7 separate regions of the Sus scrofa genome follow, and regions 2, 3, 4, 5, 6 and 7 are each linked to region 1. The links are chromatin contacts, called in public Hi-C and targeted proximity ligation maps. All regions are on one chromosome and are shown on one strand. The core of a region is the stretch at or near the end of the contact, and the rest is flanking DNA. Distances in the headings are between cores, read along the strand shown. Region 1 has its middle 36 kb from the start of SUPT7L. Region 2 overlaps PLB1 (phospholipase B1, membrane-associated). Region 3 holds the start of PLB1 (phospholipase B1, membrane-associated). Region 4 has its middle 48 kb from the start of PLB1. Region 5 overlaps FOSL2 (FOS like 2, AP-1 transcription factor subunit). Region 6 has its middle 39 kb from the start of FOSL2. Region 7 overlaps BABAM2 (BRCA1-A complex subunit BRE).

The links. A called contact is a pair of places that touch in the nucleus more often than the background predicts.
Region 2: a Hi-C map of retroperitoneal adipose tissue shows a contact between it and region 1, with 2.1 times the contacts expected there. A contact is called at or near these places in 9 of 47 Hi-C or Micro-C datasets (alveolar macrophages, embryonic fibroblasts, heart right ventricle and 5 more) and 1 of 2 datasets of targeted methods (skeletal muscle).
Region 3: a contact with region 1 is called in a Hi-C map of embryonic fibroblasts, with 1.7 times the contacts expected there. A contact is called at or near these places in 5 of 47 Hi-C or Micro-C datasets (embryonic fibroblasts, fibroblasts, liver and 2 more) and 1 of 2 datasets of targeted methods (skeletal muscle).
Region 4: a Hi-C map of embryonic fibroblasts shows a contact between it and region 1, with 2.8 times the contacts expected there. A contact is called at or near these places in 1 of 5 promoter capture datasets (liver), 29 of 47 Hi-C or Micro-C datasets (adipose tissue, alveolar macrophages, blood and 17 more) and 2 of 2 datasets of targeted methods (alveolar macrophages and skeletal muscle).
Region 5: a targeted proximity ligation map of alveolar macrophages shows a contact between it and region 1. A contact is called at or near these places in 13 of 47 Hi-C or Micro-C datasets (embryonic fibroblasts, fetal liver, liver and 6 more) and 2 of 2 datasets of targeted methods (alveolar macrophages and skeletal muscle).
Region 6: a contact with region 1 is called in a Hi-C map of embryonic fibroblasts, with 2.8 times the contacts expected there. A contact is called at or near these places in 2 of 47 Hi-C or Micro-C datasets (embryonic fibroblasts and fibroblasts) and 2 of 2 datasets of targeted methods (alveolar macrophages and skeletal muscle).
Region 7: a contact with region 1 is called in a Hi-C map of liver, with 6 times the contacts expected there. A contact is called at or near these places in 3 of 47 Hi-C or Micro-C datasets (all in liver) and 2 of 2 datasets of targeted methods (alveolar macrophages and skeletal muscle).

The regions. Positions count from the first base shown.
Region 1 is chr3:111,493,940-111,498,220 of Sscrofa11.1, reverse strand. No RefSeq gene overlaps it. Among named protein-coding and RNA genes, the nearest start is that of SUPT7L, 36 kb to the left of the region's middle.
Region 2 is chr3:110,666,600-110,670,880 of Sscrofa11.1, reverse strand. PLB1 (phospholipase B1, membrane-associated) reads left to right here. Exons shown (of 59, transcript XM_021087673.1): 22 at 2,938-3,046. Among named protein-coding and RNA genes, the nearest start is that of PLB1, 72 kb to the left of the region's middle.
Region 3 is chr3:110,739,442-110,743,722 of Sscrofa11.1, reverse strand. It overlaps PLB1 (phospholipase B1, membrane-associated), which reads left to right and starts at 2,488. Exons shown (of 59, transcript XM_021087673.1): 1 at 2,488-2,632.
Region 4 is chr3:110,787,454-110,791,734 of Sscrofa11.1, reverse strand. No RefSeq gene overlaps it. Among named protein-coding and RNA genes, the nearest start is that of PLB1, 48 kb to the right of the region's middle.
Region 5 is chr3:110,824,357-110,828,637 of Sscrofa11.1, reverse strand. It overlaps FOSL2 (FOS like 2, AP-1 transcription factor subunit), which reads left to right. Exons shown (of 4, transcript NM_001315740.1): 3 at 691-798; 4 at 3,183-4,091. The coding sequence ends at 3,704. Among named protein-coding and RNA genes, the nearest start is that of FOSL2, 16 kb to the left of the region's middle.
Region 6 is chr3:110,879,629-110,883,909 of Sscrofa11.1, reverse strand. No RefSeq gene overlaps it. Among named protein-coding and RNA genes, the nearest start is that of FOSL2, 39 kb to the right of the region's middle.
Region 7 is chr3:110,899,628-110,903,908 of Sscrofa11.1, reverse strand. All of the region lies in intron 11 of BABAM2 (BRCA1-A complex subunit BRE), which reads left to right. Among named protein-coding and RNA genes, the nearest start is that of FOSL2, 59 kb to the right of the region's middle.

The DNA of each region.
Region 1 (4,281 bases), core at 1,016-3,515:
GGGTCATTTATGTTTGCGAGCCTTATGAGCTGGGGACAGGAACCATCTCACTTTGTACGCTACCTGTTCCTCATTGCACCTCCCAGTTCACAAAATAGGTGCTCTGTTAACTGTTGCTTTACAGGGGTGAGGGTTGGAGGGCAAGTTCTAGTCCTGGACCTTTCTACCCTTGGGTTTTGGGGGCGGAGAAGGGACCTTTGAGCTGCTTTCATTTCCAGAATTTGTTCCAGACAAGCTGGACAGTCTAGGCGATAACCGTCTTAACAGGGTTAGTGCAGGCAGAGGCTTGGATTCCTATCCTACTTGGGGCAAAATCAAGCGAAACTACCCCTTCCCGTCAAGAAGCTCTGGATTCCAGCAGATGGTTTTAATTTGGGCTTTAAGTCCTCTGCTGGCTCTGGAAAATCTTGATCGTGAGGCTTGGCTCTGGTTTCCTCTGGCTGTCACGCACACCGCTTCAAAAGTCAGTGCAACTGTGGCAAGAAGTGACCACAAGAGGGCAGTAAAGACCCATCACTATGCAGCAATTTGCAGGTGGGGCTCAAAGCCAGTAGACGAGCGTTTCAAAGCAAAGCAAGAGTAACAATCAGATCCTGAACTCTCTCAAAATCAGGATTCTGAAAGGGTTTGGGGCAGCAAGCTGGGTCAGGTCACCAGTGTCTTCTCAGCCTGTTTCTGGTGCTTAGTTCCACCTGGAGAAAGTCTTTCTCTAGTTATAATGCAAATATTTTATGGAGGAGTTTAGGCATTGCCTATCTATTACTTACACACTGTCTTACAGAGAATTTTTCACACTTGTCTCCCCCCCCCGCGCTGTCTTTATTGAGGAACAATTGACAAAAATTGTATCTAATTTGATTGATATTTTGATATATCACTCATTTCCAAACTCTGAATTTTTATTTATCAGACTTAAAAGGTAAAAAGAGGAGACACTATCACCTCTGTTTAAGGAAACTGAGGCTCAGAAACCGGAAGAGACTTGCTCAAAGGCATGCCAAGTTCATGGTGGAACCACGATTCCAGATCCTCTGCTTATTCCTTCTAGTTTTCAGTAGTTTATGTTTGTAAGCTTTGCGAGTTTCTGGAGCAAAGACTACATCTGGTTCCTCTTTTTGTCTTGGAATGGTGCTCCCTTAATCTTGAGGGCTCTGAGTGGGTGTGCTGTATAAGGTTCTGCCCTTTAGGAGTTGGATTCCATGATCTCTCTCTTATCCCTCCTGATTCAGTAATTCTGTGATTTGGAGGCACAGCCCTAACAATGACAGTGGCAGCCCTGAGTGATCCTACTGGCAGAGCATTTCAACAAGGGCAGCCACTTGGCTACCAGCCTATAAAGATCTATCGTTAGCAATGCCGCGAGGGCGGGGGACATTTGGGCAGTTTCTCAAATTGCGCAGCCTTATGGGAATTGCCTTTAGGGGAGGAGAATGAAAAAATATCTAATTTTAGCAGTTACGTATAGGAATATATACTTACGTACACACATGTATATGTATGGTGTAGAATGTGGTGAAAAAAATTTTTTTTTTTTTTTTTTTGCCACACTTTTGGCATGTGGAAGTTCCGCTTCAGAGCCAGGGATCAAACCTGCGCCACAGCTATACCAGAGCCGCAGCAGTGACAATGCCAGATCCTTAACCCACTGAGCACCAGGGAGCTCCTTTCTTTTTTCTTTTTCTTTTTTTTTTTTTCCCCCCTGAGGTCAATTTTTAAAGTGAGTTTATTTGAAGAAGAACATGAAGCCAATAATGCACGGTGGCCTGCAACACGGTACCAAGTGTAAAGGAGGTGTACCAATGAGTGAAGTTGAAGGAACTGTGGTGAGGTGGGAAGGTGTTGTAACTAGAGTCACAAAACTAATCTGAAGTCTGGCTCTGTCACCCAAGCCATGTAACCCTGATTAAGTTGCTGACTATACACAAGTCTCAGTTTTCGCATCTGTAAAGTCAGAAAAGAATTCTTGCCCCCCTTAACACATGTGAGAATACATGAAAGCACACGGAAGCCTGGAGGACTGTGCAGGTGTCCACTGGAGCTAATACTCCCATTCCCACTTCCACCAGGGTCTTTCGGGACCTCTTCACCATCACAGAGGATGCCTCCCAACTAGGGTCTGTCTCCCAGATCCCCAGGACCAAATCCAGTTCAGTTTGTTGTCCACACCTGGGTCTGCCATTCTGCGAGGAGGAGGAGGAGGAGGGAGGGGCTGGAGAAACCCTGGAATGAGTCCGGGAACAAGTCCCAACACATCACTGTTTGCTTTGTCATCCTGGTTCAATGACCTCATACAAGGAAGGGAGGGAGCGGAGGGAGCTGTTCTCTTCCAGATACCTAAGGAGGCTTCTGACATCTACTCTTTCCCTTGTCATGAGAAGAGCAGGCGCCAGGCTGTGATTTTTAAGGTCTGAGCTAATCTTGGCAATGAAAGAGAATGGCACCTCCCACAGCTGGCCAGACGAGGCTTCTTGCGGAGCTGCCTGGAGCAAAGGGGCAGGGGGGCTGCCGTGGGTGTTGGAATCCAGGCTGTTACCCCTGCTCCCTGGAGGGGCTCCGGAATACACAGCCCTGTCCCCAAGTCCTGACCAGCCTTAGTGCTACTTGGGTGCGTGCAAGGCACTGGCATGTCTCCCGGTTGAGGATAAAGAGCCCAGGGAGGACAGCTTTGAGTTGTTCCGAATCTAGTGCCTATGGGACAGCCAACTGGGGTGGACAGTAGCTTCAGCGACCCCAGTGTCATCATCCTCACATACTCCTACATCTTCACACACAATATTCAATGAGGACTTTCTGAGCACCTACTGTGTACTAAGCCTTTTGGGGAAATGAGACAGCCAGCACCTGCACCCAAAGGCTATGTAGGATCTCAGAGTCACCTTTTTACCACTGGGATTCCTTTTGTCATCCTTACCCCAGCCCTTCTGCCATCCTTAATTAATGAATAATTAAGGTGTAAATAAATTATGTTGTCAGCCAGACAAATTGCATTTTTACGGGGGTCCTTTCCAAGTTTTTTGTAGCCAGATATTTATGTAACTGCAGATAAGTACTTCTGCTCAACAATAACTAACAGGGCTATACTGAGCTAGTATCCAGTCTGACAAAAGCAACAAAATTTAGCATTGTAGCTATCCTGATTATCCTGGTTGGGCTCTTTAAATTTTTAAAAAGTAGCCGGCAGACTCCCTGGGGAGTCCATTCAAGGTTTTAGATAGAGGTGGTGACATGACACCTGGGTTTTGAAGGACAAACAGGAGCTCACAATCAGGGAGAAAGATTACTGCAGGCAGAGGGGGCAGAAGGATCCAGGTGCTGGGCCCAGTGCCTCCATACCCGGGCTGGTCAGGTGGATCAGGCTGTGGCTTGAACTCAGAGGGTGGAAGCTGGGGTTTGGAACAGAGCTGATGAGGGTGCAGCTGAGAACCAGGAGTCTTACAGGTGAATGTTCTAGTCTGGTCACATGCTGGTTCTGGAAAGACTGAGGCAGGAAACCCCATTAAAGTCCCTTTGGTTCCTGAGGGCAGGAGGGAAAAAGATCGCAAAGGACAAGCCAAAAAGTTAGTCTCCCACCCTGGCTGCCCCGCCCTTTAGCTCCGAGAGCAAACCATTTTTTTGTGATTTTTTGGCTCATCTTGTAAATGTTCCAGAGTCAGAACAGGCTGTGCCATGGCTGAACAAACCTGTTGAACAAATAAACAAGGCAGGCTTCAGGGCTAGGAAAGCACTAGACGTGGGCCCCCATCCAACCAGGTCCATGGGTTCTGGCAAGTCTGTCCCGAGGCTCTTCCTTTGACTGTGACAGGTGGGAGTGTGGGACTTTGGGGTCCTTGTGGCTCTGTGATCTAAGCAATTTGCCCACAGAGAGGAAAACTCCAGAGCCTCCAGTTGAGCAGCCTCCTTCCTTTTCACTCCACAGTGCAGCTAAGGGCGGGGAGAGGGGAGATGTAGAGGCAAATACTGAAACCAAAGGACACCTGTTTGCTTATTCATTCATCGGACCAGTGCCCAGTCTGTGCGGGGTGCTGTGCGGCTCTTCCCTCAAGGAACGCACTAGGAGCTGTAAATGCTCTAGCTGAGGAGAGAAGGTCACATTTCTTGTATATGCCAAGTTCTCAGCCACCTCAGGACCTTTGCTCCTGCTGTTCCCACCACCTACACCGCCAATTCCTCCTGCCTTCTTGTGTTTCAAGCTCAGCTTGGATGGCATTTCCTCAGTCTGGCTTTCCCTGACCACCCTGTGAGTGGTAGGCTTGCCCATCCCTCGCCGGCTCTCCGGCCACA
Region 2 (4,281 bases), core at 736-3,235, 830 kb after region 1:
CTTGCTATTTGCAAATCCTGTTGAATTTAAGCAGGTACAGTTCTATGGCACAAGCACTGTGTCTTCTTTATTTCTAGGTCCACACACAAGTGCTATAAGTAAGCTCCGCCATCGCCAGGAGGTGGTTTGGTTGCTTTTGTGAATGTAATTGACTGGGCTGTGAGCTAGGCCAGCATATACAACAGCTCTCTAATTCCCGTGCTGTTATGGTGGGTGAGACGAGAGGAAATTATCAGACTCAAGACCTTTCACTGGGAGTTCCCGTCGTGGCTCAGTAGTTAACGAACCCGATGAGGATCCATGAGGATGCGGGTTCCATCCCTGGCCTCGCTCAGTGGGTTAAGGACCTGGCATTGCCATGAGCTGTGGTGTAGGTCGCAGATGTGGCTCAGAGCCTGCATTGCTGTGGCTGTGGTGTAGGCTGACAGCTGTAGCACCGATTCGACCCCTAGCCTGGGAACCTCTATATGCCAAGGGTACAGCCCTAAAAAGCAAAAAAAAAAAAAAAAAAAAAAAAAAAAAAGCGTATAAGACTTTTCACTGAAGGGATTTCTACAAGATTGAGACAATATCCCCCAACACACTTAGCCCAAGGACAGAACCGTTGCCTGTTCAGACTCCCTTGCTAGCATTGTAAAGACAGACTGATTGTAGGGACGGGGTCATCCATGGGGAAATAAGCACATGGAAATATGCTGGAAAACTTAGGAGAACATAGGGTCAGACCAGAACCTCAGTTCAGCTCCCTCCTCAGCTGAATCCAGCAAGTACTCCAGTGCTGGGTGCTTGGGAAACAGGAGAATGATGCCTGGCCAGACGACATCCCTGAAGCTCTTTAGGGCCATGTCTCCCTAAAGACAGACACGTGTACCAATAATTGTAGCCACCTCCAAAGTTTAGGGGAAAGAAAATAAGAAGGCTGTTAACACTGCCTTTTAAAAAGGGACTTTAAGAACTGGAATTCATCAGGTGAAGAAAGAGAGAGAGGCATGTTTCTGGCAGCGGTAACGGCGCACCAGCAAGTCCTTGCCCTGTCCGATGGGTAGTGTCTTTCTGTGATATTCCTGCTAAGTACCTAACTGGCCTCTGCTGGGTTCCTCCAGTAACGGGGAGTCTAGGACAATCTCTTCCAACTTCAGAGAGCTCTAGTGATCTCACAGCTCTTCCTTCTGTTCAAGAGATCAGAGGCATTGCCATCCATTGGTACAACGCCCCCAAAGCCACAAGGAATGAGTTCAATCCATCTGTGCTGTGTAGACCCCATGGCAGTGCTTGTTGATCAAGAGCACTCTGCTGGATGGTGTGGTGCCTGAAAGTCTTGACTGATACCCATCCAGTGTCTAGCCCACATCCTAGTAGCTTTTGGGCCAGGGGGAAGTACCATGTACTGGAGCCGAGAGACTGAGATTCTAGCTTGGGATTCTATTCTCAGTAACCATATGACTTTTAACAATCCCCCCCCAGCTTTTCCGAACTTGGAGTTATTCTTAACACGTCCATAAGAATTTATTGAGCATATGCAATGGTGTAAACAGATCCTGCTGTCAGGATTTCTCAGCCAAGTTGGGGAAGATGGGAAAGTGAAAAGTCAAGTGTAGATCCAGTGTCGTAAAGGCATTAGAATGCATGAGATTGAAAAGATGCACAAAATTGGCAAGCAGTTAGACTGACCAAGGTGGACGGGGGAGGGGAGAGCGCCTAACCATCAGAAATGAAAGAGGAGACACTAGTCCACAAATAAAAAGGACTAGGAGATGACACTTTGAACAACGGTAGCAATGGTATGCCAATCTGTTAGACAATTTAGATGAAATGGACAAATTCCTAGACAGACACAAACTACCGAGAACTGAGTCCAGAAGAAATAGAACATCTGAATAGATTTAGAAGCTGAGAGATCCATCATTGAAAGACTTCCCATCTGAAAGAAAAAAAAAAAAAAAAAAAAAGCCAGGCTGTTCTGGTTTCACTGGTGACTTCCCTCAAACATTTAAAGAAGAGATAATACCAATTCTTCACAAATTCCTCTCAAAAATAGAGGAGGAGGGACTACTTCCCAGTTGAGTCAATGAGGCCAGTATTATTGTCAATTAGGCCCTAAGGCCAAAATAAGACAAAGACGCGGCAAGGAAAGAAAACTACAGATCAGTATCCCCTTTGAATATAGATGGAGGCGTTCTCAACCAAATACCAGCAAACCAAATCTAGCAAGTATAAAACCGATCATACCCCATGACCAAGTGGAATTTATCCCAGGAATGCCAAGTTAGGTTAAAATCCGAAAACGTGATATAGTCGCACATGGGATCTTTATTATTTGCCACTAAAAAGGAATGAAGTACCAATTCATACTATAACACGGATGACCATTGATAAAAAACTTGCCAAGAGAAAGCAGCCGGAAACAAAAGACATCGTGTATTGTACGATTCCCTTTATACGAACGTCCAGATTTAGAAGCCAACCTGTAGAGACGGAGAGTAACTTAGAGGTTGCCATGGAGCTGGGAGAAATGGGGGGAGACAGCTCATGGATACAGGGCTCCGTTGGGGGTGATGAAAATGTTCTGAAGTTTTTTGGGGGGACAGTTGCCCAACTGTATGAATGAACTAAAAGCCATCAGGTTGTACTCTAAACTGGCGAATTTTATGACATGCGAATGAAGCAATTGCATATTTAGAGAAGAAAGCAAAGTGCCTGAGAGCAGCACCTGAGCCAGCCTGGCATTGATTCAACCCTACTTCACAGCACCTGTGTGTGCTGCCCCCGTGGTTCAGCACCAGCCTGCTGGATGGTTTGTTTCACTGCCAAGTGAACAGTAAGCCTGAGAGCTGTGGGGTGGGGCCCCTGCTTTGTCCCCAGCCCCCCCTGGTGCTTATCAAAGGAATGTGGAGATGGCTTTGGGGCAGTGACTACACTTATCTCTTCCATTTCCAGACATCCTCCGGGAATTCAACCCTTCCCTGAAAGGCTTCTCTGTTGGGACAGGAAGAGAAAACAGCCCTGGGGCCTTTCTAAACCAGGCTGTGGCAGGATCCCGAGCAGAGTGAGTGGGGGGCCCTGGGGCGGGGGCGCGGGGGTGGTGGTGAACCACACACATCCTCTGGGAACCTCTAGGTTGACCTAGACTGGGGTGTATGGTTGAAGGTTGGGGGGTTGGCCTAGGGCAAGGGTCTAAAGTCAAAGACTGGATGGGGTGGGCTCTCTTGGGGTTGTCCCTTCTTGTGGGACACATAAACCTGCTAGCCCACCCCTCCCTGGACCTCCAGGAACTAGTCACAGTTGATTCTGATGCCAGGTACATGCTTTGAGCAGTTGACTTTGCCTCCTCTATAAACCTCATGTTCACCTAAGGCAGCGGCCGTGAGCAGACTCTGTCTGAGTCCCAGGTCTTATCACTCTGGCAGTGCTCTGCCTTTCCTGCCCTCTTCTCCTCCTCTGCCTCCAACTTGCTTTTCAGGCTGCATACTTGGCATCCTTCCTGGCTACTGGGAAGAGCGCCAGTCTTGGGGGCGGGGCTTGGGGGTGGTCTGCGCCTGAGCCCTGGCTTCTCCCCTGGCCTCTCTAAGCCTTGGCCTCTAAGAACTGGGGCTGACCCTCTCCCACGGGGCAGCTGGGAGGCTCAGTGCCATGTTGAATGGGACAGTTCCAAGGAGCTGAAAATCATGCAGACACATTGGGTTGGGATAGTGGTCCCAGCAGCCATGCAGCAGGGCTGCACGACCCACCTGGGGAAAACTGTGAGTGAGTGACGGGACAACAGGGTCGTGGTGGAGGGTTCCAGCAAGCAGGGTCCAGCTCTCCAGGTCCTACAGCTCCAGGCCTCTCCACAATTCCGGAGCCCTGCATGCCTCTTGGGATTTGCTGCCAGGCCAGCAGACCAAGGCATGCCACATCCATCTAGGAAAAGTGAACAGAATGATCCTTTCTGATGCTCAGTCCTATGTTTCTTCCAGAATCATCACAAACCTCACTTTACCATGTAGTTCCAAGGGATTCCTAGGTTTTGGTTCCTAGATCCCCTGAGACCTTCTCCCAGCTCTCAGCACAGCCCTGAACAGCAGTCCCCACCAGAGGAACCCTTATTTATCCATGACAGGAAAGGGCACACATGGACCAAAGCAGATATCGTACAAAACCTAACAGTTCTTGTAACAAATTCTGTGGCTTCATTTTCCTTTTGGTGGGGGAGGGGTGAAAGGCATAAAATTTTAGGCTCATGTTGCTGTGACCACAATCTTGCTTTTTTCCAAGCATGTGTCAGCTGGTGGTTTAAGAGGA
Region 3 (4,281 bases), core at 1,239-3,738, 750 kb after region 1:
TTAAGGATCCGGTGTTGCTGTGAGCTGTGGTGTAGGTCGCAGACGCTGCTTGGATCTGGCATTACTGTGGCCGTGGTGTATCTCAGATTTGACCTCTAGCCTGGGAACTTCCATAGGCTGTGGGTTGGGTGGCCCTAGGAAAAAAAAAAGAGAAAGAAAGAGAAGACAGACTAGACTTTGAACAAGCAATCCCAAGTGTGTGTGTTGGAGGAGAAGAAAGACCAGGGAACCATAGACAGGATCTGTCATTGGCTGGGCATTTTATGAAGAAATATTTACACTGAGCCTGGAAGGAGAGTTAATGGGACCAAGAGCTGGGAAGGGGATCGGTGTGGTCTGAGAGTTCCAGGCAGAGGGAACAGCATGTGTTAAGTGAGGTGGCAAAAAGGATGAAATCCTCAAGGACGTGGAGCATAGTGAGCCTAGGATCTAAGAAAAGTGGGGGTGGGGCTTGTGGCTGGAGAGGAGGACATGCAGGGCCTTATGAACCATGCCAAGATGGCTGGACTTTGTCCAAAGAGCAGTGGGAAGCTGGCAAAGGATTTTATATGAGGGTATGACATCAGGTTTGCACTCTGAAAAGATGTTTAGGCTGCTGTGTGAAAAAAAAAAAAATAGATTGCAACAGGCAAGAGTAGATAGGGGAATAGCTATTACAGTCAGCCAGGGGAGCAGAGATGGTGATGTGGGCCCAGGTTGGGGCAGTAAAGATGGAGAGTGGCGAGTGGACTCAGGAAGAGGTTTAGGGTATAGAATTGATGGGACTCAGAAATGAATGACCTGTTCGGACTGAGGAGGAGAAGATTTCAGGATCATTCTTGGGTCCATCTACAACCATTCTTGTTACTTCCTGTAGGACTGCAAATGAGTGGGAGGAGATCATAGGTTTATTTCTTAACTCCTGAGTTTGAGGTGCCAATGAAACATCAAAGAGGAAATGCCAAATCAATGAATCAATGGGTTTATGGGGTTTGAAGATTAGAAGAGAGGGCTGGCTGGAAATTGAACAGTAGGAATTATTGACGCATGGATTTGAAATAAAGCCATGGGGTGGGGGGTGAGATCACCCTGGGAGACGAGTCCAGGCCAGAGGCCTGAGCAGCTCTAGCAGCAGAGGGCAAGAGGGCAAAGGAGGCTGAAAAGGAAGAGGTTGGAGAGAAGAAACCAGAGAGCTAGAAGCATGGGGGCCCAAGGTAGCATTTTCTGAGAAGAGGCAGCTACCCAGCCGTGAAATGCTGCTGAGATGTCAATAGGAGGGGGTCTGAAGACCTCACTGTCCACTGAATTGAACAGACTGTTGATCTTGGGCGTTTCTGGTAGATTAGTGGGAGCAGAGGCCACAATGAAGGTGGGGAAGACCAGTGAGTAGAAGGGGTTTTAAAAGGTCACCCCACCCCAGGGATGAGCCAGGGATTGGTACAGGGATCCAGGGAAGAGAGGCTGAAGTTTGAGAGCTTGGTGCCTCACTCTGATCAAGAAGACATGGACCTCAATGTCAACAGAGAGGACCAATAGGGAAATGGCTCCAGGTGGCTCCTGGAGCAAAGAAAGTGAGTGGGGTATAGGAGGAGGCATCCAGTCCCCGTGGACCACAGAGACCACACTGAGATTCCCGCTGCTCTCTGGAGAGCCTGTGATTAAGGCCCACAGCCCTGGGTGCTCCTGGTCGCACCTGTTTCCCCTAAGAGGCCTCCAAGGGTCAATCAGGGAACAAACCCAGATGAACAAAATAAGGAAGTGCTGTGTCTTGGGTTAAGAGGGTCGGCCTTTGGAGCAGAAAAACCAGTGTTAAAAATCTGGCCTCAGAGTTCCCTGGTGGCTCAGTGGGTTAAGGACCCGTCATTGTCATTGGTGCAGCTCAGGCTGCTGCTGTGGTACAGTTTTGATCACTGGCCTGGGAACTTTTGCATGTTTTGGGTACAGCCAAGAAAATTCTGGCCTCACCACATGCTCTCTATGTGATTGGGGGCAAGTTTCTAAACATTTCTGTGGCTTACTAGAATCAGAAATGTTTCAGAATGGAAAAAGTGCAGCGATTAGAATGGAGGTAATTAGGAACTGGAAAATCCTTTTCCTCAGGTTTTCTCTTCTGGGGTATAATTGGTTATCACCCTCTACTTATTAACAAGGTCCTTCCAGAATCAAGGAAAGAAGAACGGCAGGCTGACCAGCAGTGCCTTGGAGAGGCACACAGGTGCTCCCTGGAAAACAGAACCTGGGGTGACAAAACTCCTCAGGGCTGTGCCCGAGCCCAACCTGGCTGTCCTGACGGCTGGAACTCAGCGCAGATCTGCCTGCCAGGCCCCGCCTGGTCTGGCAAGCCCATCTGCATCAGCACCTGGGACAGAAGGCCAGTCAACTGCCACCCCCGTGCTCCCCGCCCACCGCACAGCCTTCTCCCCAGGTGGTGCCCATCAAAGGTAAACAGGGAGCCAGCCAAGCAAACACATTTGTGCACCATCATCATCATTCCTGAGCTATTAACACCACGTACAGTGTGTGTGGGCATGGCTGACAGCCCAGCCCCACAGCAAGCCGGTGACGCCAGGCCACAGCCATCCTCTGCCCCCCAGCCAAAGGCCCAGAGGCCCCATTCTGGATTGCCGTGTGGATGGAGGGACAGCACCAGCTGGTAAGCTCCCCTGGCTGGTGGTAGAGAGCCTCTCTTCCTTCCCAGCACCCCTGGTCCAGGAGAAGCCTTTTTTGGCAAGTGGGCTGCTCTGAACACAGGCCAGGGAGGCGTGTGGGGTCAGGCCAGGATGGTTAGGGCCGTGGGAGCCAGGAGCCTCCCAGCAAGGTCGGAAGCATGTGAGATCCCCAGGAAAGACCAGGAGGCTTGGGTTATTCCCTTTGATCTGAAGAGCAGATCATAGCTCTCACAGGAGGCGAAAGGAATCGAATAAGGGAAAGCTTGGCCACGTAGCATAGTCCGCTTGGGTTGCCTCTTCCCAGTGGGTGTCTCACACCCAGTCTCCCCCAGGGGACCCCCCCCAAGCCCTTCCTTGTGGGATCTCAGCTCTGGAAGAGCCGGCACACAGCTTCTCCTGTGTTCAGTGCCTACCGGCCATGCTGGCCAACCTGTCTCCTTCTTAGAAGGGAGACGTGAGCCCTGGGCTTTCTGTTGGTATCTGCTATGCCGAGCCTCTCTGACTTGATCTTGGCCATTCCGGGGCTGAGGTGCAGAGGGCAGGCATGCCAGGTTCTACCCTTAGTACCTGAGCAACCTTCTTTCATTCATTTATTTACTCATCCAATCTTTAATGAATGCTTGCTACAACAGGTGACCTGCCAGCTGCCGGGGACATAGCAGAGAACAAGGAGGCCAGGTTTCATGGAGTGTATGTTCTCCTGGGATTCACCCTTTTTTTTTTTTTAAATCATTAATAAGGTTGTGCTATTTGAAAATTGTATTTTTTTCCCCTAGCCATACATCGCTGGTCCCTTCTGCATTTTGTCAACTTTCTCACTCCTTAATTAAAATCTTCTTATCTTTAGTATATTGATTATAAGAAAATCCTCCACCCCGAAGGAAGCTAAATCTGCTCAGTTACTTGCATTGGACAGTGTTTTGCATGTATGTGTGTGTGTGTGTGTGTATACATAGGTTTTGTGTTTTGTATACACAGGAACACTAGTGTCTGGATAATGTTCCAGTTGGACAATGCCTGATTTAAGCCTCCTTTTGGTCCTGTGGCTGGGAAGGATCTTGGAGAAAGCAGGCTTGGTTATTCTCTTTGCCCTTGGAGAATATTCACCCAACGAATGAAGATTTGTTAGGGATTCGTATTGCGGAACACTGAGCTAGGTGCTCTGGCGGGGAGGGGTTCTGGGGTTGCCTGCCGAGATGGCAGGAAGGGAAAGGCCCAACCTCTCCCTCCGGAGGCCACCAGGAACATGGGACCATGTCCATGCGGGAGTGGGTGATACGAGGCCATCATGATGAAGGCCAGCAGGTGCTTCAGAAAAGCTGAAACCACTCTCAGGGCTCACAGGCATCCGTGCTGAGTATTCTAATAGACACTCCTGGTTCCACCCCTCCCACAGCCCTAACGCATACCTTTCCTCTTCTAGCTCTGAGTCTTCGTAAAATCAGCACCACTGGGTACTTGTCCTAAATGAGGGGCTACTGGCACACGCTTCCACCACACTGGCAGAGCTCACCCAGGAGCCAGGGACTCGGTTTTCCTTGTTTTGTCTTTTTGCCATTTTCTTGGGCCTCTCCTTTGGCATAGGGAGGTTCCCAGGCTAGGGGTCGAATTGGAGCTGCAGCTGCTGGCCTAC
Region 4 (4,281 bases), core at 1,090-3,589, 710 kb after region 1:
GGCCATGGCCATCCAGGGGTTGGCAGAGGCGGGAAAGGACTTCCAGCTGGTTGCTGAGTCAAGCCTGGCTCCCGTCTAGGGTCCTATGGCCCCTTCCCCCAGGAGGGCTCCTGGCACATGGCTCCGTGGCCCTGCTCGAGGGAGCATTGAACTCATTCACCCTCCCAGCAGTCTGGCCATGACGCGCAAGCGCCTCTTACTCATCCCGAAGTCATCAGCCATGTTTCCAGGAGTGTGAGTAATTCAGGGAGGAGGGAGGGGGAGGGGAGAGGCTCACACTTGTGGGGGTGAGACGGTGTTCAAGAGGCCATGGGGCCCAGCACGGGCCCTCATCCCTCTGGAAATGCTACAGTGTATGTGTGTGTGTGTGTGTGTGTGCGCAGAATGCTGGCAGTTGAAAGAAACTGGAAACCACAGCAACAAGGGCTTCTCCCTTCAGTCGTCAGCAGCTGAGGAAGTGGGGGAGCCCAGAGAGGGGCTGCTAGTCGGGTACCCATGAATACAGTGTGAACGTGCATTGTTCTGACATGTTATCCCAGGTGCTTCTTGGAGGGGAACTGAAGGTCAAAGAGGTCATGCAAATTGCTAAGGTCGCACTGCTGGGAATGACCAGAGCTGGCTTAGAACCCAGGTCCCCAGGAGAGTCCATCCAGCACCAACATCTCTGGACTGTGCTGTCCAGAGGCTGGCAGGCTTTGCCAGCCTTTGGGCTTGTTTGCTCTGCAAGACCAGCGTTCCCCAGCGGGGCTCTGCCTGGACCCAGCCGTGGTCCCCCCACCCCCCACCATCTCACAGAGGTCCCAGCAGGGGGTGATCCTGATGAGATCCGAGGCCAGATTATTGTCCCCTCCTCCTGCTTTGGGGCTTGGCTGCCTGCAGGATAAAACCTTTTCTAAGGCAGTGACAGGTGGAAAAGCCAGGGGACCCCCTGTCGATGGAAAGTTGGGGACCCGGCTGGCCCAGACTGTGAGAGGTGACGAAGGAAGGGTCCTTCTGGCTCAAGCCTGAGGGGCCAAGGACAGCAGTCAGGCCTTTCAGCTGGACTGGCTGCGGAATCGAGCATCTTAACCCTGAGCCAGAGTTTCTGACGCTTGCTGGCACATTCCTCCCGAGACAATGGCTAGAACGCTTCCTCACTTCTTGGAAGAGGAACCCCTGCAGGAAATACACCTGGCAAAGGAAGTCCCACTTTGTGAGCGTCTGCGACGTTCCCGGACACTGTGGTGTGTTTTACGTGTTGCATCTTTTCGAATCTTCTCGAAAGCTCCCCGTGAGAAGGGTAGCATGATCTCCATGACAACCGTGAGAAACGCAAGCTTCAGAGCTGATGTAACTTGGGCTACCTCGCCCAGCGAGGAAGTGAAGGAGGCAAACTTTGAATCCAGATCTGACAGCTCCGTACCGAATGCATGGCATCGACCGGCCTCCGTCTCACAGCACAGGATGTGTGTCCTAAATCATCTCAGGGGCTAATCTCAGATGGAAATCAAAGAGAAAGCCATTGTCAGGGGTGAATGACTTCATGAGAACAGAGCCTCTTATCAGCTGAATTGTGCTCCCCCCACACTCACGGGTTGAAGTCCTCATGCGATTGTATGGGCAGATGGGGTCTTTACAGAGGTAACTGAGTTAAAATGAGATCACACAGGTGGGCCCTGATCCGGTGTGCCTGGTGTCCTGATAAGAAGAGGAGATCAGGACACTGACACACACAGGGGGCTGACTATGTGAAGACACAGGGAGAAGCTGCCACCTGCCAGCCCAAGAGAGGGGCTTCAGAAGAAACCAGCCCTGCAGACCCCTTGATCTTGGACTTTCTGCCTCCAGAACTGTGAGAAAACAAATTTTTACTTAAATCACTTTGTTAGCAAATGAGTTCCGAGGCCCTTTAAAAAGTCCTGTGTTCTTAGCCCCTGCACACAGGAGACGCGCACTCCATGTTTGTTGACGGGCGGGAGGAAGGAAATGCCTCTCCAATACGCAGGGAGAATTCAAATTTTGATTTTTGCAACCAAGCCTCTGTCCTCCTGTTGAAACTTCCTGTTTCTGAGGAACAGAGATTTTTTTTACAGATCCCAGAGGGCATCCAGTAAACCCAACAGCGATTACCAAATAATTCTGGTTTTGATGAGCTCAGTGGGTATGAATCAGAAGCAGACAGAGTAGCGTTTCCCTTGAAATATACCCAAGGTTAAATGTTAGAGGGAGAAACAAAAATATGTTTGGGAATTTATCGCCAGGAAATCTCGGCCGTGTTGGCTCCCTAAGCCAGGTGGAGAAGGTCTTTCCTTCCTCCTGCGCAGCACAGGAGCCACCAGGAACCTGGACGAGGCCCGATACTGCTGTTGTCATGCCAGGCCATCCTCGTGGCTCTCATCCCAGTCTCCTGTTTGAAAAAGGGACTTCTGGGGTGAGGGTCCCTCCTGGGAGCCCTCGTCATCCTGGCGGGCTGTGGCCTGGAGGATGACTTGGCTCCAGTGCCCACAGGAGGGAGTCACAGTAGCTTCCAGGAGATGCGGAGGACTGGGACAGGGAGAGAGTATGGGGGTCCACACAGCTAGGAGCCCCCAGCCCCTGGCTTGGCGGGGGCGGGGGGGACCGAGGCTCCTGGTCTTGTGATGGAATAGGACTGGGCATGGGTTTGAGAAGGTGGAGGCGGGGTGGTGCACAGCACTTCGAAGCCTGGCTGTTTTTAAGGGCATCCCAGGAAACTGGTCGTGGCTGGGGTGGAGCTGTAAGAAAATCATGGGAAATGAGTTCAAGCAGGAGGTCCTGGGGAGGCCTCATGGTGGCCGGGTCTGGAAGCGCCTAAGAGCTCAGATGGTCTGGCTTCTGATTGGGCTCTGCCACTTGCTGGCTGAGGGGCACGGGCAAGGTCCAGGGCTGAACACGTCTCAGCCTTTTCACCTGCTCCCCATGGAAATCCGGTCTACCTCCAATGATCCCTGGAGGGCGGCTTGGGGTGATGCATGACGAAAACCCCAGCGCAGGCCAGACCCCCCCGTAAGAGCTCCATTCTGGGGCCAGCCTCTCTCCTGAGTTAGCCAGTCACCATCTCACAGGGTCACTTGCCTGCTCCAGACAAAGGGTCTATCTCCTCTCCCAAGGGGGAGATCTGACCTTGCTCCTCCATTTGCACCTGCCGGGGGGCCTCACTGCCTGAAAGGAGCATCGCAGCACCTTCAGAATCAGCTGCCCTTAGCTCATCAATCTCATTTCTCGCCACCTCCCCCTGCACGCTCTCAGGAACTACTCACAGTTCCCCAAACCGCCCCCCCCAACCCACCCCGCAACCTCGCAACCTCCGTGCCTTCCAGCACAATGCTCCTTCCTCTGCCTGAAACTCCCTGCCCCTCCCTCCGTCTGGCTCCAGCCCACTCCTCCCACACCCCTTATCTCAGGCCACCCCACCCCGCTCTCCCCCCGCCCCGCGGGGCGGGGGGGGGCATCTCTCCTGCCACTCCCTCTGAACAGTGCTGTGCCCCCTGGCCTCTCTCTGGTCACATCTCCCCTGCCTCCCCCTCTCACCCCCCACCACACACCTAGGCTCTGCCCTAGAACTCCTTCCCTTCCAGGCCACCTGCTACCAGCTCCCAGTGTCTTCTCAGTTCTGCCTCCCTGGTGCCTAGTCCAGTGTCTGAGACACACATCAGCCCAATACACGTGTGCTGAAAGACTTAATGACTTAGTAAATGAATGACTTCTCTGGGAGGGGGGGCCCGTCTCAAGAGTGAGTCATCAAGCCTTGCCCCCACCCACTGACCTGGTGAAACACTCCCCGTGATGACGTCACTAGTTACCCTTAATTCTCAGAATCACCCATGCCTTCTTCTTTCTTCTTCTTTTGGTCCTATCTGCTTTTCATCCCCCTCCTCCTCCTTCCTTTCCTTCCTCTTCTGGGGGTGGCACCGCTAAATAAGGCAATGCTCCCCCGGGGCCAGGATCGGGGCCGGGCCGGGCCGGTATTGTCATGATTTTCACCCAGTTACACGAGATGATGCCCAGTGAGAACTCGGGACACCTAGAGTGGTCCAGGCACAGAGACCCTTCAGCACACGTGGGACCCCGGGGCTCTTGAGTCACGGGGTGGGAACCTGGGAGGACGTGGGTGGGGGAAGGAGGAGGGCGTGTGGCGAGACCCTGACCGAGGATGGGGTGTGGGAACCCGGTGAGTTTGGGCCCCTGAAAACCTCCACGTCCCAGGCATCCTGGGTGTGCCGTGGGTGGCGAGGGGCACCCCCCTCACCCACACACTCCCCGCCTGGCTGCTTCCCTCACCCC
Region 5 (4,281 bases), core at 763-3,262, 670 kb after region 1:
TGAACCAGTGGATGGGGGTGGGCAGCAGGGTGTAACCCACCTGCGGGCTCCCCTTCCTTTTGCTGGTCCTGACAGCCTGCACCGTGCCAGGCACACTGGCAAGTCATCGGGGTTGAGCTGTGAGCAGCTGGCAGAGGAAGCTCGGGGTGTGGTGGCATCCTCGGCCCTCCCTCTGGCGACCGAACATACCCCTCTGGGTGGTTCTTCCTCTGGGCCCAGCTACTTAATCAAATGGGGATAATGAGGCTTGCAGAGCAGGCAGAGTACTGGGGAGGAGTAATTAGGCAGAGTTTGGAGGAAGCTGCTTAGCTGGGTGGGGCCAGGCCTGGCTGGCACGAGGGGGCTCTCTGGGGAAGCCGTCCCAGCTCATTCTTTCAGGCCTTGGCACTGAGTCAGGGCTGACATGATAAATGCTGCTGTCATACCTGGGCTGGTGAGTCCCTGACCCGCGGCCGTCCTGCTCTCCCTTCGAACCCATGACACCCCCTTCCAGGGGGTCCAGCTCCAAGTGTTGTCGCAAACCAGCAGTGAGCTGCGTGTCCTGGGACCTCTGAGCCACGCTCCTCCTGCCTCCCTGCCCCCGCCCCGTCCTGGAAGGGCTTCTTCCCCTCCTTAAAATGCGGGTAAAAGCCAAAAAGCTGGTGAGCCATTTACTCAAGCCTGACCGCGATCCTTGCCCTTGACCTCTAGCTGTCCCCTGAAGAGGAGGAGAAGCGTCGAATCCGGAGGGAGAGGAACAAGTTGGCCGCAGCCAAGTGCCGGAACCGTCGCCGGGAGCTGACGGAGAAGCTGCAGGCGGTGAGGCGCTCTGCTCGGGGTGGCCACCGAGCAGGGACCCCGGGGCTCCTGGCCCTTCCCGTTCCTTGCCCTGGTGACCTACGTATGAGTCCATGCACACAGACCCATTCCTTCCTTTGAGCACACGGGTCAGCCCTGCCCTGATTAAAGGGGTGTCGGGGGTGTGGCCTTGAGTACCAGCCTCAGCCCCTTTCTCCCTCAGCGCCCAAGACCTGCTGGGACTCCTGGGTGAGGGATGGCAGAGGCTGCCAGTCTTACTGGGCCCTGGGAGCCCGGGCAGGCCCAGACCTGCCCCCTCCAGGGCACCTTGCCCAGATTCCAGCTGCCCCCCATGCCCGCTGCAGCAGGAGCGGTCCAGCCTAGCTTTAGCATCTTGTCTGGGCAGCAGAGACACCTGCTGTCTGGGGTCCTTCACCTCTGCAGCGGTCTTGACGCTCTCTGGGTCTCATGGGAATGGGTCACGTGCAGCTGAGCTGTACTCTCTCGGGGTTTTCTCATCTCCTTTGTGGGCAGGAGGGTTCCCCGCCTCTGTTGTGAGCCTGAAGCTGTCACTTTGGTACCTCATTCTGCCTTTGTGAGTCATTCTTTCTCCCCGGCTGCCTAATTGCCCACACCTGGGGGCCCGTGGCCCTGCGTGTCCCTCGCAAATGCTTGACCCGATCAGCGTCTCATAACCTCCCTCCAGAGCCCAGCTCTACGGGATGGGCCGTGGGCCATGGGGAGGAAGTCCAAAGCCAGGACTGGCTCTCCCCGGGGTGGAACCATTTTCAAAAGGAGAAGCGAGAGACTCTGTCGGTGGTCCTTACCGTGACCAGCCAGGCCGGTGCTCTGGAGCTCCCCATTACCTGGCATGTCCCATTACTTCATTTACTCCTCCCAGGTACCATCCACCTGCCTCTGCTCCGCTGTGTCCACCGCAGAGCCCCTGCTCTTGGGTCTTGAACCTGCGCTGCGTGAATTCCATGGCACCTGTAGTCATGTGCCCTGGAGGTGTTTATAGAATCGGGAGGATGGTTGGGGGGGGGATTCTCTGATGCCAGGTGAGGTGGATCCCTTAGTGACCAGCACTCCACGAGGAGACCCCCTCCGGAGCCCACCCTGTCACTGACCTTTCAGGGACCATGCGCCCTGGGTCTACCTGGGCCCTCCTCCCACCAGCCCCAGAAGAGTCTGCCCTCCGAGGCCCCTATGCTTTCCTTTCCTCTCTCCCCCGAGAGCCTCACACCCTCACTCCCCCGCCTCCCCACGACCCAGCCACCAGGCCCGTGAGCCACATCCTCTACAGGAAACCTCTCATAAGCTCATGACGTTCATCAGACCCTTGCGATAGATGGAAACTTTTTTTTTTTAACTCCGGAATATGCTGTGCTCTGCGTAGCGAAGCTCTGGCCCATCATGCTGCCTGGTTCTCAAAGAGGAATCTGTGTTAGGGAAAGGTGGCGAAGAGGCTGGTGTGACACACATGCCTTTTCGTCTTCCGTCACTACCGCCTCCACGTGCATTTGCTGCTTCTCTGGCTTTGTGTGACAGGAGGGGCTGCGGTCCTTGCAGTGGGTCCCTGCCATCCTCACAGGCCTGCTCAGGCTGTCCGGGGTCTCCTCTGTTCAAGCGCAGGGGCTGAACTGGATGTTTGCCCAGGGTTCTGTGAGTCCTGAAACATATGCTTTTTACTGGGAGCCAAAAAGGGAAGAGGAGCTAGAATATGATCCAAAGGGGATGAAGTGAGCACTTCCTACAAGCCAGGCGCTGTCCGGGGCTCATGTGCGCAGGCAGAAACCTCCACGGCCACGTGGCTTAGAGCTTAGTGTCTCTGTGTCCAGAGTGAGCTACAAGAAGGGGGTGGGGCAGCTGCATGCCTTCCCCTCAGATCTCACTATTACTCACCCCTCTGGGGTCCCAGGGGGCAGTCCTGCCACCAAGGCAGAAAGTGTAGTGGCATGTCGACTCTGGAGTCAGCCACACTGGGGTCAGATCTGGGCAACCCTACTTGCTTGCTCTGTGACATTGGGCAAATGATTAAACCTCTTGGAAACTCAGTTTCCTGATCTGCAGAATGGGTTGCTGATAACACCTGCTTCAAAAAACTGCTACATTGAATGAGAGAATGCCTGTGAAATGCTTCACACAGTGCCTGGCACAGAGGAAGTGCCCGGTCATGGCAGCTACAATGGCTAATTCACCCTTCCTCTAAGCTGACTTTCCTTTTTTTTCTCAAACTGTTACTCCTTTGGCAAGTAAAGGAACCTTGAAGCTGCAGGTGACTCCGAAGCAGTGGGCTGTGAGCGGGTCCTCTGAGGTTCTGGTCGGTTTTACCCTTTTCACCTGGGTTTGACACCCCCCAGCCCACCCCCTGCTGTCCCTCACCCACCCCTCTTCCCCTGCAGGAGACAGAGGAGCTGGAGGAAGAGAAGTCGGGGCTGCAGAAGGAGATTGCCGAGCTGCAGAAGGAGAAGGAGAAGCTGGAGTTCATGCTGGTGGCCCACGGGCCTGTGTGCAAGATCAGCCCTGAGGAGCGTCGGTCCCCACCGGCCTCTGGGCTGCAGCCCCTGCGCAGTGGGGGCAGCGGAGGCGTGGGCGCCGTGGTGGTGAAGCAGGAGCCCCTGGAAGAGGACAGCCCCTCATCCTCGTCCGCGGGGCTGGACAAGGGCCAGCGCTCCGTGATCAAGCCCATTAGCATCGCTGGGGGCTTCTATGGGGAGGAGCCCCTGCACACCCCCATCGTGGTGACCTCCACTCCTGCCATCACTCCGGGCACCTCGAACCTCGTCTTCACCTACCCCAGCGTCCTGGAGCAGGAGTCACCGGCGTCGCCCTCCGAGTCCTGCTCCAAGGCTCACCGCAGAAGCAGTAGCAGTGGGGACCAGTCATCAGACTCCTTGAACTCCCCGACTCTGCTGGCTCTGTAACCCAGCTCCCTGGGGGGGTCCTCGACACTGCCTCCTTCCCAGGGACCAGCACCTTCCAGCGCTCCAGGGCCCTGAGGGCAAGAGGGGACCCTGCCGGAGAGCTTCCTGGCTCGGGGGAGACCCAGGTGGGATTTGGCGGTGAGGCATTGGAGGACTTGGATGGTCTCTTGAAAGCCGCAAGACCTCCTCCCTCGTTCATCCTGCAGAGCAAATCCTGTTTCTTGAAAAGCCTTGGAGAACTTGGTTTGGTGGACTCGGCATCTCTCTGGCTTCTGAAGAGCCTGAAGCTGGTGTGGACCGTTCCCGCCCCTTTCTCGTGATGTGTCTCTGGAGTGATGGTGTCTTTCCCGGCCCCACCAAGCATGCTCAGTGCCTTTTGGTTTCACCTTCCTTCTATTTACCCCTTCCTCCCCCCATGTCAGTTTCACTTCCTCTTGGTTGTTGTCAAATTTGCCATGACATTTCATCTGGGTGGTCTGAATATTAAAACTCTGCATTTCTGGAGATGGGGCAGCAGGTGACTCTTCTGCTGGGGCTGACTTGTCCAGAAGGGGACAGTCAACGTGCAATACAGAAC
Region 6 (4,281 bases), core at 1,275-3,774, 610 kb after region 1:
GCCCAGCTGCTGGCACAGGGTTAAGCTCTGTAGGGAGCGATTGCTGCATTGAGGTGACCCAAGGGCCATGATGTGACCTCTGGGCTGTGTGACAATCTCTGGGTCTACTTTCCATGACCTAGAAATCAGTCTGCTGCTTCTAGAAGGATGAGCCTGAGCCGAGTTTCATCAGATGTTAAGGAAGCATTGCTGGATCCGATGGTAGTTCTGTATTTAGTTTTCTGAGGAACTTCCATGCTGTTTTCCACAGTGGTTGTACCAATTTACATTCCCACCCACAGTGCAGGAGGGTTCCCTTTTCTCCACACCCTCTCCAGCATTTGCTATTTGTGGACTTATGAGCGATGGCCATTCTGAACGGTGGGAGGTGGTACCTCATTGTAGTTTTTATTTGCATGTCTCTAATAATCAGTGATACTGAGCACTTTTCCATATGCCTGTTAGACATCCGTATGTCTTCTTTGGTGAAATGTCTATTTCTGCCCATTTTTCAATTGGGTTTTTGGTTTTTTGCTGTTGAGTTGTATGAGTTGTTCGTATATTTGGGAGATTAAGCCCTTGTCAGTTGCATCATTTGCAAATGTTTTCTCATTCTGTAGGTTGTCTTTTTTTTTTTTTTATGGTTTCCTTTTCTGTGAAAAACTTATAAGTTTGATTAGGTCCCATTGGTTTATTTTTGTTTTTATTTCTATTTTCTTGGGATACTGACCTAAGAAAACATTTGTATGGACGATGTCTCACTCCTGGGCATATATCTGGACAAAACCGTCATTCAAAAAGATACATGCACCTGTATGTTCATTGCAGCACTAGTCACAATAGCCAAGACATGGAAACAACCTAAATGCCTATCAACAAATGAATGGATTAAGAAGATGTGGTACATATACACAATGAAATACTACTCAGCCATAAGAAAGGACAAAATAATGCATTTGCAGCAACATGGGTGGAAGTAGAGATTCTCATATTGAGTAAGTGGAATAAGTCAGGAAGAGAAAGACAAATACCATCTCATATCACTAAAACGTGGAATCTAAAATATGGCAAAGGTGTTTCTGTAGTGGCACAGCCGAAACAAATCTGACTAGGAACCATGAGGTTGCGGGTTCAAACCCTGGCCTCGCTCAGTGGGTTAAGGCTCCAGCATTGCCATGAGCCGTGGTGTAGGTGGCAGACATGGCTTGGATCTGGCATTGCTGTGGCTCTGGCGTAGGCCAGCAGCTGTAGCTCTGATTAGACCCCTAGCCTGGGAACCTCCATATGCCATGGTGAGGCCCTAAAAAGACCAAAAAATAAAAATAAAAAATATATAAAAAATTAAAATAAAATAAAATATGGCACAGATGAACCCATCTACAGAAAAGACATAAACTCATGGACATGGGGTGCAGACCGGTGGTTGCCAAGGGGGCAGGGGGACGGAGTGGGATGGACTGGGAGTTTAGGGTTAATAGATGCAAACTATTGCATTTGGAGTAGATAAGCAATGAGATCCTGCTGCATAGCACAGGGAACTATATCCATCACTTGCAATGGAACATGACGGAGGATAATGTGAGAAAAAGAATGTAGATATATGTATAACTGGGTCATTTTGCTGTACAGCAGAAATTGACAGAACAGTGCAAACCAACTGTAATTTAAAAAAATATTTTAAAAAGAAAGCATCGTTAACTTTATCAACAATGGCTAAGACGTAGGATTGGGACTACATCAAACAAACAAGCTCAGTCTGTTGGAGATAAAACCTGAAACCTTTATGGGTATACTCGCATGATGTCTAGGATGGTTTTCAAGTAGTTTTTTTAAAGTGGGAAAGTGAAAGAGTTTAGAAAATTGTTAGCGATGCTGAGGCCGAGGGGTGGGCTCACTGGGGATCCTTTTTCCTCTTGCGCATATTTGGACGTTTTCATGATTCAAGGTGTCAGTAGAGAGAGGAAGGTGTGAGTTTCTAGAGCACTGACCCCACAGACTGATTAGAGCCAGGCAGACGTGACCTCACTCATCCCACCTTGGAAGTGGAGGGGACGTGGGAGCCTCTGCAGGTAGGAGGTGAGAGCACAGGCCCGGAGGGGCCTTGGGCCTCTGGCTCAGAGGATGGCTCCCCACGTTGCCCAGGAGACACCCCCCACTCTCTCTAATCCCCTCATCCAGCCAGTCACTGGCCCTTCTTATCCTACCTCCAAAATTAAAGCAGGGAGTGGTACCCAGAGATGGGGGGCTGATGGCTTCCAGAGACATCAAGGGCTGGTCATTGACAGCTGCCCCTCACTGTCCTGGCCACCTGCAGAGGTCATTGTGGCCACAGCAGCCATTGTACATTACCACTGCCTGAGGGCCTGTGGTAGCCACATCTCTGGCCCCTGTGTCACTCAGGCTTGGCCTCTAGGTGGGCCTCACCCAGCCCACTGTGAGAGGAGCAATTTCAGCCTGGGGACTTTGCCCCTCCTGGGTTCCAGAGCCAGAGGCCACAGCTGGACTGCAGGACAGTATGGAAAAATGCCACTCACCCTCCAGAGAGGCCCCGACTAATTACCACGGCAGGAGGGAGAGAGTGAGCAGCCTTCTAAGGACCAAAGGAGGCAAACCTGCTCCCCCTCGGGGGCCCGGCTGCCTAACCAAGTCTGGATGATTGGAAAAGCTTTCCTGCTGATTCCTTCAGTCCCCACCCAGATGCTTAATGAAGAAAACAGCTTTTCTGTGCTTCCCGAGCTGCCACACACAGCCTGGGCTGGCCTTACAGGGCCGGGAAGGCCCAGCAACTTGACTTTCCCAGGCCCCTCCCACCCAGAACAGGGCCCAGGAGGCCGTTTCTCAGTCACGCATCAGCCTGTGGGGCCGGCTCTGAGCCTGGGCCTCCTGCCAGCAGCGTGAGCCAGGGGGAGCTGGGCTCAGACGCCATCCCAGCGCCTTTGCTCAGGGCTCACTGCCCTTGGCTCTGCCCCTCCCCCACCTCCCAGTCACCCTTGGGTCCAGCAGACCAGCTCAGGGTTCTGCCTGCTCCAGGGCCCCAAGGACCAAGACTCCCAGTGATGGAGGGAGGGAGGGCGGAATGATGAGAGAAGAGGGTGGCCGAGGGCAGGGGGCAGAGAGGAGCTGCCCAGGGCCCTGGCTCTGGGATGGACCCCACCCCCCACAGCCCCTGAGTTCAGGAAAGTTCTCCCACCCGCACCCCACCAGGACTGCAGGCAGAGTCAGCGGGGAGGGGTGCAGGCGCTGTGGCCGCTTGGGAGCAACTCCTGATGACCAGTGGTGACTCTGGTATCTGAAGCATCTGGAGGCCCTGCAGCCAGCCAAGCTGCAGCACGGATGCGCCTGTTCCAACTGGGCTCTGGGAGCCCAGGCTAAGGACGGAGGCGCCCGGCCTGGTTTCCTCCCAGGCTCTCCCAGAGACCACCCACGTGGGCTCTATCAGCTCGGATTGTGGTCCAGATCTCCAGCTCAGCCCACACACCCACCCATCTGCGAGCTGCCAGGCTTTCCTCTCGGGATGGCTTAGGCCCTGCAGCTGACCTGGGAGGACATCCTGGCCACAGGGAGTGAGGCGGGAGGTTGACACAGAGCAGGAAAGGGTGGCCCAGCACCGGAGACGCCCCCGCCGGGACTGGCCATTGACCCTGAGGATGCAATCTTCTGAGACCAGGGTCGGGGCCATCCCCCAGCACCTGCTTTGCCCACTCAGGCCTTGATCTCTCTTTCCAAAGGCACCCCCTTCCCAGGCCCAAGGCGCTGTCCTGATGGAACCATGTGCTGCCCTCACTCATACACCAGGAACCTTGACTCAGGCTGGTGCCCTCTGGAGGGGGCCCTTTGCCTCACGTGGCCCCTTCATGGGGCCCTGGCTCTCCCCCTACCCCCCACCACTCTGCACGCTCAGTATACATCTTTCTGGAACGTGGGTCCTGCCTCAGGTCAGAGTTCTTGGAGCGCTGGGACGAGGACCCGGGTTCTAGAGTCTAACCATCCCAGAGTCAAATCCTTGTTCCGCCGGTTCCTCCCTGGGTGACCTTGAGTGAGAGACCAGAGCTCAGTTGCCTCATCTGTAAAAAGGGAATAATGACTACTTCACAGGTGGTTTTTTTTTTGTTTGTTTTTTTGTTTGTTTTTGTTTTTTTTTAAGGGGATTAAATACGTGTGTGACATGCCTGGTCTGGGGCTAGGTGCACAGCCATGCTCGCTAAATAAGGCAATGACGAACACTGTGGCGTTGCTGGCCCTCGTCCTTGTCATCATCCTTGAAAAGGGTGTTGGTCCTCCGAGGATGAGAACCAGGTCTTT
Region 7 (4,281 bases), core at 574-3,073, 590 kb after region 1:
GCGACAGTGCTCTGAGCACCACCTGTGCTGTGTTTTATCTGCTTTAGGCACTTCCTTCCTCTCCCCGGAGGCTCCAACCTCGAGGGACTTTTTTATTCTCTGTTTTGGTTTTCCTTTCCTTAAAGCTGGACCGATTCAGATGTTTACGTGTCAAGATGGGCTTTTGTTCTTTTGAAAAGGTCCATTGACTAAATCAAGCGCTGTGGTCCCGGTGGGGAAAAACCCTTTAGAGGAGGCTTGTTGAACAGAGGCTCCTAACTGAGGCGTCCGAGGGTCTCCCCGAAGGCTCCCTGTCACCGCACCCTGTAGCCCCCTCAGCCCCTTCCCTTCGGTGGGTGGGCGATTGACTTTTCCAGGCATTACTTCCCCTGGCATCTTCGTGAGGGCTCCCCGCCTCTGGTCCTCCTCTTGATGGGAGGAAGAGGCGCGACCAAGAGGAACAGGCCCTCTTTCCGCCTCCTGAACTGCCGGTGCCTCTGAACACCTGCTGAACACCTGCTCGGGACTCTGCCGCGTGCGTGAAAGCGCATCCCAGATAATGACGACTCCTGCCTCCACCACCGCTCACCACCTATGGCTCGTCGGGGCCTGGGCTTGGCTGGTGCCTAATTCAACAGATGAGGCAAGACACTAAAAGGTTAAGTGGCTTGGCCAAGGTCACTTGGCTGTCTTAGAACCGTTAACTAGTGGCACTTAGAGATCACCAGGTATATGCGTCTTCTGGTTACAGGGAAGGAAACCCAGGCCCGGCTCCAGGTGAGGAAACGAGCCAGGGCCTGGACTGGGACCTGTGTCTTCTGCTCATGGTTCAGTGCTCTTTCTACTTGCCCCACTGCGCCCCCTCCCCCGCCCCCTGCCTTAGGATACATGTTCTCTTGGACAGTAAAAGGTCCATTTGAGGACTGGGCCAACTTCGATACCCCCATCTGGGGCAGCCAGTGCCATGTGATTCTCAAATATCCCTCTGCCTAAGTGACCTCCCCCTGACCCACCCTTTGACCAGAGCTACATGCAGGGCAGCAGCTCTGCAGAAGCCACCCAGGGGCATAGGTGCCTCCCACTGCAGGGCTCAGCCTTAGACCCCACGAGTATGCGTCCAGCAGCTCGGGGCTGCATTTCAGGAGACACACAGTGTCCCGATGACGGTGGTTGGGTGTCCAGTGCTGAAATGGATCATCTCTGTGCCTCCACCTGTCAGCTCAACATGATAAATGAAAAGCGATCTAAGAAGGCCCCGGGGGAAGGATGAACCCGGAGCAAGGACCTCAGGGCCTCTCCGTCCACACGGGGGGTTTCTCTTCTGCAGCCACATGTGCTCTGGCTGTTCCCACAGACTCGGCCTCTCCCCCTCAGACCCAGCTGGGTCGCCATGGTAACAGTGGACCTCTGTTGATCACCTAGTAAGCCAGGCACCAGGCTTGGGTAGCAGTGATTACGCTTGAAGGTAGCATGATCACTCCCCTTTCTCAGCCCAAGAACTTCAAGCTGCAGAGGTGAGTCACTTGCCCAGGTGATGCCTGGCAACCAGGAAGGAGCAGGGCCAGGCCTTGAGCCCAGGTGTGGCCACTCCAGGCCTGCACCGCACACTCCCCGTCCTTCACAGCCCCTAGCCTGCAGGGCTCGGAGGTCATCGGGCACAGCTCCCTGCTTTGTAGGTGCCCAGAAAAGAGAAGCGATTTACCCCGAGACCCAAGGCCTGGAAAGGTAGTCCCGCCGAGCCCCTCTGCCCCCCCGCCGGCGCCCTAATTCCTGATCTCAGGGTTAGCCTGCTCCACCCCCCGCTGCGCCTGTGTGCTCAGGCCAGGAGCCAATTCATGGAAAACCTACCTGGCCTCGGCCTGGGCTCAGCTCTTTAAGTTTAATTTGGCTGACCTGAGACTCTGGGATTGGACAGAGTTGTGTTTTTCGAACACCCAGAGCAAGGGGCTGAGATCCGTGAAGAGGGTCAGAAGCTTATGTTGTCCTAAGTCCCATTTAGCTCCAATTTGGTCTGAAAATAATTTCCCTTCCAGTGCGAGCAGAACGAGGCGCTTGATGGACTCAAGGCCTCTCTCGCCACGGGTGCCTTTGGCCAGTGAACGGGGACAGGGGACGTGAGAAAACCTTCCCCCCACCCCCTGTAACGCACTGACACTTTGCAAGCTTACCACACACTTGGTCTTGGGGGTCAAAGGGTTTTATAAAAGGTGACAGACAGCTAGTGCCATTGGCAAGCGATAGGCTCCGGGCAGCGCTCCACTCTCTCTGATAACAACTGAAATAAATGAAAACGGTGCTTTAAAAAAAAAAAAATCTATACGTGGATGGGAGCCAGTTGCCATTTTCCCCTCCCCCTCTGCTCCCCGAGCTGACGTCGTGAGGATCCGCGTTGAGAAGCGCTCGCTGACAACAGCTGGTAGCACCATGCCTTTTAATAGCCCTTCTCCACACTGCTTCCCCCCCGGCATCACGCAGTTCGCCCTGGCAGGGAAAGCCCAGGACAGAACAGGAAACTTTTGAACTTTCTGAAGAAGGAAAGAGCTTGCCGTAAAGCTTGCTCCCTCTTGCCAAGACCTTTCGGTCGAAGGAGCTTGCGCTGCTGCAGCCCCTTCCCCCAGAAGTTTCCGAGAAAAACTTGAGCTGGTGAGATTTGCTTCATCTGATTGGCCCAGGGTGACCCCAGGAGCGAGAGTGGGGAGACAGGACCCCGGGGCCCGGGGCCAGTTTCAGCAGCAGCCAGCACCCTTCACTCCTCAGGCACCTGTCTCAGAGCCCACAGCCTCTGCCTGTGGTGTCCTCACCTGTGACTTGGGACGGGGCGCCACCCCGCCCTGTGGTGCTGGGGTGGGTCACACTCCGAGGTGTACTTCAGGCAGCCAAGCACATGCAGTGGAGGTTGGCTGCCACCTGTCCACACCGGACCCTCTGAAGAAGGGCCACCAGGCTCCCCTCAGCAAACACGGGCAGGTGAAACTCGGGGAAGGAATGAACGGCAGCAGCTGGCCGGTTGACAAAATTCGTGCCCACACGTTGTCCCATCCAGGCGGGCTGGTCCCCCCCTCCTCCCGGAGGAAACAGAGCCCAGGCTGCTCTCGCTCTAGGCCTGCGGCTCCACCTGCCTCATCACAGTGCCCGCCTCCCAGGAGCACAGTCGGACTGTGCGCTTTGCCGTCCGAAGTCCCAGAAGAGGTAGGGATTTGACTGACTCAGGACCGTCCTGATCAGGACCTGGGTGGGAGGGGGCGCGTTGTCCTTCTCGCCAACTGTTGGCACAGGTTAAAGTTTGCAAATGGACTATAGTTTTACAGTTTTCTTCTTTGGAACCTGAACGTCGCATCCGCCAGCTTTCTGGAGGTGCTCTCTCTCACCTCCTGAACCGCGTGTAAGGGACACGCTTTACTTGCCCTTGCAAATGGGTGGCCGTCAGCAGTTACCGTCCTTACAGCCACAGAGTCCTCGCTGGGTGCTCTGTAGAGGCAGGCCTGGGGGTCCCCGCCTTCCAGGGCTGGCAGTGCAGCCTGGCTCCCGAGCCATGTGTACACATGACATGTGGCCCGGGAGAAGCACAGACGGCGTCTGCAGGCAGGGAGAGAACCTTCTGGTGACCGGGAGGACTTGCGGAGGCCGAGGGCATTTGGCCTGAGCATGACCGAAATGGCCCAGGTGAGGAGGCGCCAGTGGCCAGATTGGGGGGAGTGGCAGTGGGACTGGCACCCCGGACCTCGCGCGGGCTTCGGGGGGCTTATGACACCCCTGCCGACACAGGTAACATCGCAGCGAGGAGACCTACTTGCAGTTTTTCTGGAGAGAACCTTTAGCTTCTCAAAGGAGGGCAGGCACGATCCCAAAACTGTAACCTAGGGAACGTGTTAATCGTGAAAATCATGGCGTGCCAGGCTTTTGAGTGTGGGCAGATGAAGGGTGGGGCAGTGACAGAGACCCACACTCAAAGGGAATTGATGTCGTTGTCACAGACAGGCGACGTGAGCCTTGTGTCGCCGGCAGAAGCAGCAGTTTTGTGCAAGGTAACAAGTCAGGGAGCCAGGGTGTCAGAACGTCGGGGAAGAAGAGGAAGAAGCTTCAGGATGGATTCACCATGGGGGTTTAGGAGAATTGGAAACGGAGGCTTCTGTTACAGACGTATCAGCGGCCCAAAGCCCTTCCGGGAACGTGATACTGATGGAAACGTGCACTTAGACAGACATCCGGGTCCCAGTGTCCCGTAGGTGGTTGGAAATGTGGGACTGGACGTTTGGGAGAGAAATAAGAGACCCAGATTGGGGGGTTCTCTGCTGAGGGTGG